2 separate regions of the Sus scrofa genome follow, and region 2 is linked to region 1. The links are chromatin contacts, called in public Hi-C maps. All regions are on one chromosome and are shown on one strand. The core of a region is the stretch at or near the end of the contact, and the rest is flanking DNA. Distances in the headings are between cores, read along the strand shown.

Region 1 (4,612 bases), core at 1,224-3,723:
TCATTTTAGAAATGAAAACTTTAGGGATCAGAAAGATTTGGGAATTTGCGCAGGGTTACACAGCTGGCAACCTGTGTGTGTGGTAAGAGACACAACCCAGATTTGAGCCTGGCGTTTTCTGGCTCCCGGGCTTGCTTTCTACGGTAGGTTATGACTATGAGTTTGCTCTCCGGAGTCAAGTCAGGGTTTTTGCACTCACTGGCGAGGTGGTTTTAGACAAATCACCCATCTCTCTAAGCCTTAGTCTCCCCATTTGTGAGGTGGAAACAGTATTAACAGCCATCTCTTGGGCTGTTGTCCTGGAAGGGCTTTATGGAGCTGGCAAGTACTTCGCGGCATGCCTAGCACATAGTAAGCACTCAGCAAATGTGGCCATTTCTACTGGTACTGCTGCCTTTATCATTCTCATCATCATCTCATTATAAACTGAAGATACTGTGTTTGGTTAAATAGGTCAAGGAGAAACAGAGTTAAATAGAGAGTTTTTCAGAAAGACAGAGTCTTTGGAGAAACTCTCTCGCCAGTATCAGTTGGGCCATCTGACCCTCCCCACTGAGTTTTCTTTGATGAGATCATTAGATGAGGGATTAGGGAACCTGGCTTTATTGTCCCTGTGAGGATGGGTGTCCCCGAGCCAGCAGGACCAGTTTTCGGGCTCTAGGGCCACCCCTCTCCCAACCTGGCCAGTCTCCCTCCTTTTCTCCTGCCCCCTTGGACTCAGTTCTGCTTTCCTTGCATAGCACAGCCCCCTATAGCTCCAGGCCAGGGTGCCTCATACCAGCCACTTTCTCCAGCAGGTCACAAACTCCTCTGACGAGTGGACAATCTCTGGCATTCCGGCCGGCCAGCACCACCTGACTCTCACCAGACTCGATCCTGGGAGCTTGTACGAAGTGGAGATGGCAGCTTACAACTGTGCAGGCGAAGGCCAGACAGCCATGGTCACCTTCCGAACTGGTGAGTGCCCAGCGTTGCCCCCAGCTTGGGGTTTCCGTGGACCTGAGCTGTCCTACCAGGCCAGATGCAAAGCCCTACTCACCTTGCCCCAGCTCTTCACCATGGACTTTATCTTCCTTTCAGTTCCTGCCTCCCTGTGGTCTGCGTGCCTAGGCTGAGGTCCCACCTCCCATTAGCAGAGTCACCAGGTGGCCCCTCTGGCATCTCTTTGTGCCTTTCACACTCAGCCCGGGTGCAATGCCATGACCACCAGGCAGAGCTGAAAATCAGACACACTTCCAATGTCCTAGATTATTTGCATCGCCTTCTCGAGTCCCTGGCAGAGCTTCAGGCAGAAAGGACTCTGTGGAAAAGAGACCTAATGCACACTCCCCATGCTGATCTCAACTATTTCTACCCAGGACGGCGGCCCAAACCTGAAATCATAGCCAGCAAGGAGCAGCAGATCCAGAGGGATGACCCTGGAGCCAGCCCCCAGAGCAGCAGCCAGCCCGACCATGGCCGCCTGTCCCGTAAGCCCTCAGCAGCCCCATGGGGAGGGGTGACGTGCAGTCAGAACTGGACCCGGCCCTGCAGCCTCAGAAAGCTTACCACTGCAGGGTGAATGGGGTCCAGGAATCCTTGTGACATTTTCCTGGCCTCTCCCCAGTTAATCACAATGAAAAGATATTGATTGAAGCTTTGCAGGGGCTCTTTCCAGGACAGAGTGACCCAGGGGCCCCTGGGAAAATCTGACACAGCCCCAGCAGGTGGAGGGCTGCGGGGTGGAGCTGGCCCCCATCTGGACAGGCCTTGTCTAGTCTGGTTACAACCATCTTCTCATCACACCCCCTTCCCCCTGCTTCCTTCCTCCCCCGTGTGCCCTCTCCTGCAGCCCCAGAAGCTCCAGACAGGCCCACTATCTCCATGGCCTCTGAGACTTCGGTGTACGTGACCTGGATTCCCCGGGGGAATGGTGGCTTCCCAATCCAGTCCTTCCGTGTGGAGTATAAGAAGCTAAAGAAAGTGGGGGACTGGATCCTGGCCACCAGCTCCATCCCTCCCTCCCGGCTCTCAGTGGAGATCACAGGCCTGGAGAAAGGTAGGGCCCTGGTCACTGTCCTCCCTAGTCCTCCGGCTGCCCCCTGCCCACCTGGAGGAGAAAGGGGGCTTTGGGGGGGTTCCTCTCTCTGCTCATCCTCTACCCGCCACCAGGCTCCTATGGACCCTCTTGGTCATGTTACCTCAGTCCCACAACCCCCCCACTCCCCATGCTCCTCCCATGTGGCTCCCTTCTGATGAGAGGGAGTTCTGGAGTCCTTTGGGGCATGCTGGTGGGGAAGGGCCGCCCAGAAGAGCTCTCCACATCCTGAACCTGCACAGACCTATGGAGAGGCCGATGGTGTCTCCCGGCCCCAGTTCAGTGAGTATCTCTCCCCAGGCACCTCCTACAAGTTCCGAGTCCGGGCTCTGAACATGCTGGGGGAAAGTGAGCCCAGCGCCCCCTCCCGGCCATACGTGGTGTCAGGCTACAGCGGCCGCGTGTACGAGAGGCCCGTGGCCGGCCCTTACATCACCTTCACCGATGCTGTCAATGAGACCACCATCATGCTCAAGTGGATGGTGAGTGGCCTGGCACAGACCGCAGTGGGAAGACGGGCTGAACGCCGCCTTGGGCGGGAGCTGGCCACCGCAGCTCTGGCAGGAAGGAATCACCTTTCTCCCCTGCCTCATCCTGAGCTCCGTCCCCTTAAGTGTTCATCCACCTGTGTACCTGAGAGTCGAGCCAGAGATACATACCCACCCTCACGATTCCCAGGAGGGGACTTAAGTCTTTGAAGAAATAGCCATTTGTTTCTTGTCTTAAAAAGTCAGGAACTCCTAGGCTAAATAAAATAACGAGTGATCTCTAGAGCATTGTCCAGAGATCCTCGGGGAGATCATCAGAAATGTCTGTCAGGGTCCCCAGTGAATTTTTAACTCTAGGCTGGGATAAAATTTCCCTCCACCAAGTGGTTCTGCTCCCATGAGGACTTCTCTGCTCTGTTGTCAACTTGTTTCTTCTTTTATTCCCTATAGTATATCCCAGCAAGTAACAACAACACCCCAATCCATGGCTTTTATATCTATTACCGGCCCACAGACAGTGACAATGACAGTGACTACAAGAAGGATATGGTGGAAGGTGAGAAACACGTGTGTGTGTGATGGTTTCCTCTGTTGTCCAGGTGTGCCTCACGTCATTGTCTCTTTCATGACATACTTGGGAGTGTCAAGTTCATGGTGATGGGACAACCGGAACTGGATGGGCACCTAGAACATTGCTTCCAGTGCTGCCTGAGTGTGACTGCAGCCAGGGGCCAAGCAAACCGCATGCATGATCACCTCATATGACTCTCTTGCTCTCCTTCCCAGGGGATAGGTACTGGCACTCCATCAGCCACTTGCAGCCAGAGACCTCCTACGACATCAAGATGCAGTGCTTCAACGAAGGAGGGGAGAGCGAGTTCAGCAATGTGATGATCTGTGAAACCAAAGGTGATTCTCTTGGGTTCGCTGCTGTCCTCCTGCTAGTCCCAGCAGACCAGGGCAGAGTGGCTGCTCCATGTGCTGTGCTGGGTGTCTCTTCCTCAGGATGACTCCTTATTTTCCAAGGATCCTCAAACCTTGTGATTTTTAACCCTTCTGTTCCTTGGCCTGGGCCTCATATATCAAGTTCAAATGGGTTGCCATCATAACAGCTTCTAGGAACTTGGGAATTAACTCACATATGAACTCATGGACTAGACCCCCTTGTTAAGCCAGGAGCTTTCTATGAAGACTTTACTCCTGTGATAACATTTGGTACTTGCATTGGTTACCCCATGAGAAAGGAAGAAACTGAGAGCAATGGGAAATGAAACACCTTGACCAGCGTCCCCCAGCCAGTTAGTGACAGAGCACGCTTTGGGCCAGGTTCATCTAACTACAAGCCCAGGCTCTTTCCCTGCCCCCAAACACAAACATATTCATATAACAACTTGTTAGTTAGTATTAGCACACTGGTCAAGTGGATAGATATCATTTCCATTTTGAAGGGTGTATTGCAAAGAACATAATCAGGAGAAGATCCCAAAGGAACAGGATGCAGACAACCCCTTTTCCTATCACTGGCCACGCTGCCCCTGCTGTGTGCACTTCTGTCATGCCCAGTGAGGTCAGGGTCAGATGTGCACACAGTCAGGAGTCCTGTATCAGGTGACACACAGAGTGCCCGGGGCAAGGAACAGAGACTCACACAGGTCTTCTGGAGGGACTGAACCTTCAGCTGTGGATGGAGGGAGTGGCTTGGGTGGGAGCAGGGACAGGACAAGCCTGCAAGCAGCTCCGCAGGGTTGGAGGGTGTGGCGCTGTGAGGAGGAGAGGGAGGGGCTGGGGGCCATTAGGACCTTGGGTGTGAGGTGGAAAAAGGCCATTGCCAGGTTTATCAGGAAGGGTCAGTGGTGACTGCACAGGAATAAGCCGAGGGGAGAGGACAGGGCCCTGAAGTAAATATAAGGAGAAGGGGTGGGTTGGAGTCTCCTTTCTGAGTAAGCAAAGGGAGGACCGACAGTGCACTGAGCTGGGGAGAGAGTGAAAGGAGTTCAGAGTAAACCTTGAGGTGGTTTTGCCTTTGTGGAAAGAGGGAAGGCCCGAA
Region 2 (4,612 bases), core at 544-3,043, 570 kb before region 1:
GTGGCCCGAGTCACTGTTGTGACTGGAGCAGGAGGCAGGGTGGTGGCCCGTGGGGTTGGAGGAGGTGGGGGAGGGGCCCCCGTCGGGGTGGCCGGTTTTCTCAGCACCTTCAGCCGGCTTTCTCTGGTTGGTGGCATTTGTGCTCTCCTCTGCTCTTCTTTCCTCTTCTCACTGCTCAGGCCTGGTCTTCCTGCCTCTCCACCATTGTTCCCCTCCTGCACCACCTGGCCCTCCACCCCAGAGGCCTTACATTTTTGCACAAAACCCTTCTGCCTGATCTTCTCTATCCTGCGGATGGGGCCCTGGTCGATGATCTCGTACATGGCCTCCAGCCTGACGGGGTAAGGGTAGCGCTCTTCCACCTGCAGTGTCTTCTTCAGGAGCACCATGCTGAACTTGCCCTTCTCCAGCTTCAAGAAACTCATGAGCTTTGGGATGAGGCTGGGGTCCAGGGGCTGCTCTAGGACCCGGCCTTCGCTGGTGATCCTCCGCACTTTGCCGCCTTCTTCTCCTTCCTGGTGGAACAGCACGATCTGCTGGATGTGCCTCTCCGCCAGCTCACAATACACGTCGTCCTTCAGGAGGCTCATCATGAGGCGGTAGTAGCCTTCCGAGGCGTGAGGGGCCGAGATGACCCACACCCTGTTCTTCCCTGCAAAGCTGGCAAGGATGTTGGGAGAGCTGGACCCAGACGGGAAGCGCAACATTCTTGACCGACCCGAGGACCCCTCATCTCGGACCATCTGACGGGGAGAGCTCTGGGCTGCTGGTCTCTGCTCAGTTCTCACCGGGGCCCCACTGATGCCCAGCGAGGCTGGCAGTGCCGTTGCGTGAGCCACTCTCAACACCGGTATGCTCCTCCTTCTTTGGAGAGACTGAAGGTTTGGTTCTCCCAGAGTGGTTCTGTCAATTCCCTGAGACCTCCCTGTGTGCCTCAGTAACCGAGCTGGCCTTCTGTTGGTGGGGGAAACCAGAGGCGCTTTCCGCCCTCCATGGCTCACTCTATTCCTGGCCTGCAAGTGGGGCTCTGATCCGCACACCAGCCACAATGCCAACAGCATGGTAAAACTGGGTCCCATTCTCCATATCATTGTGCAATCCACTTTGAGGAGGCAGCAGGGTCAAAAGACAGAGAGGGGAGGCCAGAGAAAAAAAAGAAAGAAAGAAAATCATTTAATTGCAAACAGAACTGGGCATTATCTCTTTCACTATCTCCGCCAGGGGGAGGGGGAAGGGGTGGATAGGGAAGAAGGAGGGAGGTCAGGGAGTGGAAAATCGGATGAGATCCTGTTGCTTTTTAGTCCCTGTAATTTATCCGTGCTTAGCAGAGACAGTTACATTAAGCAGGAAACTCCACTCAATTCCCCATTCAGCATGCTTGCACTGTTTCAACTGACTGATGCTCCAGAGAAAAGGCACACTGAGCATATTAATTATGACAACATTCCTATTGCAGTTCTTCAAAAAAAAAAAGCAACAAAGAAACAAACAGACACAGCAAAGACAGGCAGGGTTACACACTTACATGGTGGCTCATGGAGATGGAATGTGGAGGGTTTAAAAAGCAATCTGAAGTGTGCTCCCAGGACAGTTCCTAGATGAAATACTTTTCCTCCGAACTCTCTTCTCCTTTGAGAGGCTGGCTGATACAAAGGGGTGTGCTGCAGCTCCAGCTCCCAAAGCCGCACACAGACCACCGCCTGTCCGGACCTGACGGCTGAGCTGTCTTCTTTTCTTTCTGGCTGTGCCTTTTTACCTTCTTGACAAGTAGGATGCGGTGAAAGGAGCTGTCCTTTTAAGTCTTTGCATCTCCATGTGTCTGCCGCTTCTGCTGGGGCTTCTTGTGTCTGTGTGTGCCAGTCCCCACAGCCGACAGCACTGGACTCCCCTTAAAGTGGAGCCCCAGCTCTTTCTGAATCTTGCTCTTTCTCTCTTTCCAGTTCCAGGATTCTTATCACCCTTTCCCCCACAGTCTGGCTTCGTCCTTTTGTTTCCGAGCGTAAAAGCCCTGGGATTAATATGTTTTCCAGGCTGAGGGAAAACACAGGAATGTGATGTTGAAAAAGGACTTTTCTCTTTTCCTTAGGCTTCTCTCCTCCCTTTATTTCTCGCCACCTTTTCCTCTCCTCTTTTTCCTTCTCCTTTTTCTTCTTCCTCTTGCCTGGATTCAATCCCAGAAATGCCAGGACAACCTCAGTTTTGATCCAAACCAAACTCAAACAACAGCAGCCACTGGAAATCAAGGAAACTTCACTAAGAATTTAACAGATCAGCAAAACACCGCCTCCTTCCCATTTCAGCACGGTGAGCGGTGAGCCTGGACTGGGGAGGGGGTGTAGGGGAGGGGGCTGTTCTTTGGGGTAGGGGAAAGTTTTGAAACATTGCACATCATCATAAATCACTTAAGAACTGGATGGCTGAGGACTTAACCCCTTCCCCACCGAGTCATCAGGACACTGTCCCTTCCTGTTTGTACTTACACTGCACTTTGGAAAAGGGAAAATTCTCAGATTTCTACATCTGACTGCTTGGTTTTCCTAGTGACAGATACTCATTTGGCTCAGAGTGCTTGGCTGTACGTACAACGACAGTATATATATATTAGTTCCATGGGTATATTTTTATCTCTTTCTCCCTGCTTCATGAGTTTAGTTTGAGGTTGGAAAAGTCCATGGAAAACATGGCTGGTGTTGTTTTTATTTTATGCTAATTGGAGATCGTATTACTGTGTTCTTGTTCCTAGTTTCTACTTGGCATGAAAGGAAGCTGGTAAAAGGTTAGAAATGCAGGCAGTGGCTGCTGTTCTCCTGAGATTGTGGTCAGCCATTACACAGGGAAAGGCTATTATGACCTCCAGTTCTGGGTTCAGGCTAGAGAAGGTAGGCCGAGAGCTTCCTCAGAGGACACAAGTGTGTATGCATGAGTGTGTGTGCATGTGTGTGTGTTGCAATATCTTGCTCTCCAGAGGCTTTGCGTGTCCAGAGGGTTTTAGGCAGTCCTTAGAAGTAACCATGTCAGATCCCAAAGGAGAGAATGAGGCAGCTCTGTGAGTATGCCTCCTGGATCTGCCATGAGGATTCAGCTTTTAGTGGGGAGGAAAGGTGCCTTGGGTTATGTAGATATTTCTTCCAGCCTCTCCAAGTGCATTCAAGCAGTATTAACTGCCATAGAGATTGGTGACCCAGGGTTTTCAGAAGGATCCCTATAAGCTAGGCTGTATCAGTGGCTACTGTCTCTGGATAAAACATGGTGCCTAGTTACTCCTTTTGATCAGCCCCACCTCAGACTGGTCATTTACTTTTCCTTCACATAAGCTCCCAGCAGTGAATTGACCACCTGGAGGGGTTGACTGTCAGGTTCTCAGACCACAGCATGAAGACCAAAGGGTGCCAAGGAAAAGGCCTTCCTGTGGAGCCCTCTCAGACACCCATGAGCACAGAACAAAGGTGGGCTTCAGGCTGAAATCCTCTGTCCAGTGGAGTTAGAGATTTCCTCTTTCCTGGGATTCACCTGTTAAGTTGATCAAATGCCCTGTGCTAAATTGGACAGTCTTGGATGTGATTTTCTTTCTCGAATCATCATGTGTTCCACACAGTCCCCTACTGGCCTGCCTCCCTTCCTTCTTTGCGCCTCTCCCTGCTAACAACAACTACCATTTATTGAGCACTTTCACGTGAGGCTCTGGGCTTGACACTTTCATGTAGTCTTTAACCCTCACAGCATCCCTAACAGATAGATGGGATGGTCCTCATTTTACAGATAAACAACCTGAGACTGAATGAACGGAAGTATTGCCTACTGTTGCACAGATGCTAAGAGGTGGCTCTGAAATTTGAACCCAGGTGTCTACAAAGCATTGTATTAAACTGTCCCCCCCCATCATTTTCTTCCCATGCCTTCTGCCTTCTCTTTTTCCTTTTTCTTCAATTTCTTTTTGTGTTCCCCAATTCATAAAAGAGTTTCATTTATTTGCTTAGCCAGAGCACTTGTACTTTTAGAGTCCTTCATTCTGGAATAATTGTGTAACCATCCTTTTTGCCTTTCTTAATAGGTCCTTAAAGTCTTTTATTCTTTTTCTTGAATATCCCATGGCTTCCACTAACCTACACAGAATGTGCATAACATTCGTCATCTATGCAATGGTAAAGTTGAAATCAAGTCACTTTAGCAACCTGGATTGTACGGGGAAAGCCAGCCCAATCCTGACCTGTGTCTTCCTGGGGGGACTCAGACTTTCTTCCCTCCTGTAAGCATCAGCCACTAGATGGCACGCTAAACACACAGGAGGGAGAAAACCTAACTGCCACCTCAGTGTCTCCCCAGTTTTCCCCACCGCACCCTCTCACAGACTCACAAGCATTTTTCAACCTCAACACATAAAGCCTCTCCTGGGACCTCAGAAAATATTCCCAGGAAAGTCCAGGGAGCATACATCTGTTAAGAGCAGTTAGGAAGCAAGTTAGCATGCACCTCTTTCTGGAAAAGCCCATACCGATGTATGATTTGCAATGATCTTCAATTTCTAGTCCATTTCTAGTCAATTTCTAGGCTTAAAATCTCTGGTTTTTGTTGTTGTTGTTGTTGGTCTTTTTAGGGCTACACCCATGGCATA

What was found. Hi-C and Micro-C count contacts between places; a contact is called where the count stands out from the background.
Region 2: a contact with region 1 is called in a Hi-C map of retroperitoneal adipose tissue, with 1.5 times the contacts expected there. The contact joins two enhancer-like sites. A contact is called at or near these places in 5 of 47 Hi-C or Micro-C datasets (alveolar macrophages, embryonic fibroblasts, mesenteric adipose tissue and 2 more) and 1 of 2 datasets of contacts at active chromatin or transcription factors (alveolar macrophages).

The regions. Positions count from the first base shown.
Region 1 is chr13:146,632,897-146,637,508 of Sscrofa11.1, reverse strand. BOC (brother of CDO) reads left to right here. Exons shown (of 21, transcript XR_002337900.1): 10 at 798-957; 11 at 1,359-1,469; 12 at 1,832-2,038; 13 at 2,378-2,559; 14 at 3,016-3,121; 15 at 3,352-3,474. Among named protein-coding and RNA genes, the nearest start is that of BOC, 68 kb to the left of the region's middle. Within about 2 kb of position 2,473, at least 7 of the 83 cell types and tissues checked have an H3K27ac peak or open chromatin away from gene starts, as enhancers often do. A contact at or near this core is called in retroperitoneal adipose tissue, where this site is marked.
Region 2 is chr13:147,204,077-147,208,688 of Sscrofa11.1, reverse strand. It overlaps CCDC80 (coiled-coil domain-containing protein 80), which reads right to left. Exons shown (of 8, transcript XM_003132680.4): 1 at 1,526-4,612; 2 at 1-1,102. The coding sequence starts at 1,091. Among named protein-coding and RNA genes, the nearest start is that of CCDC80, 3.0 kb to the right of the region's middle. Within about 2 kb of position 1,793, at least 31 of the 83 cell types and tissues checked have an H3K27ac peak or open chromatin away from gene starts, as enhancers often do. A contact at or near this core is called in retroperitoneal adipose tissue, where this site is marked.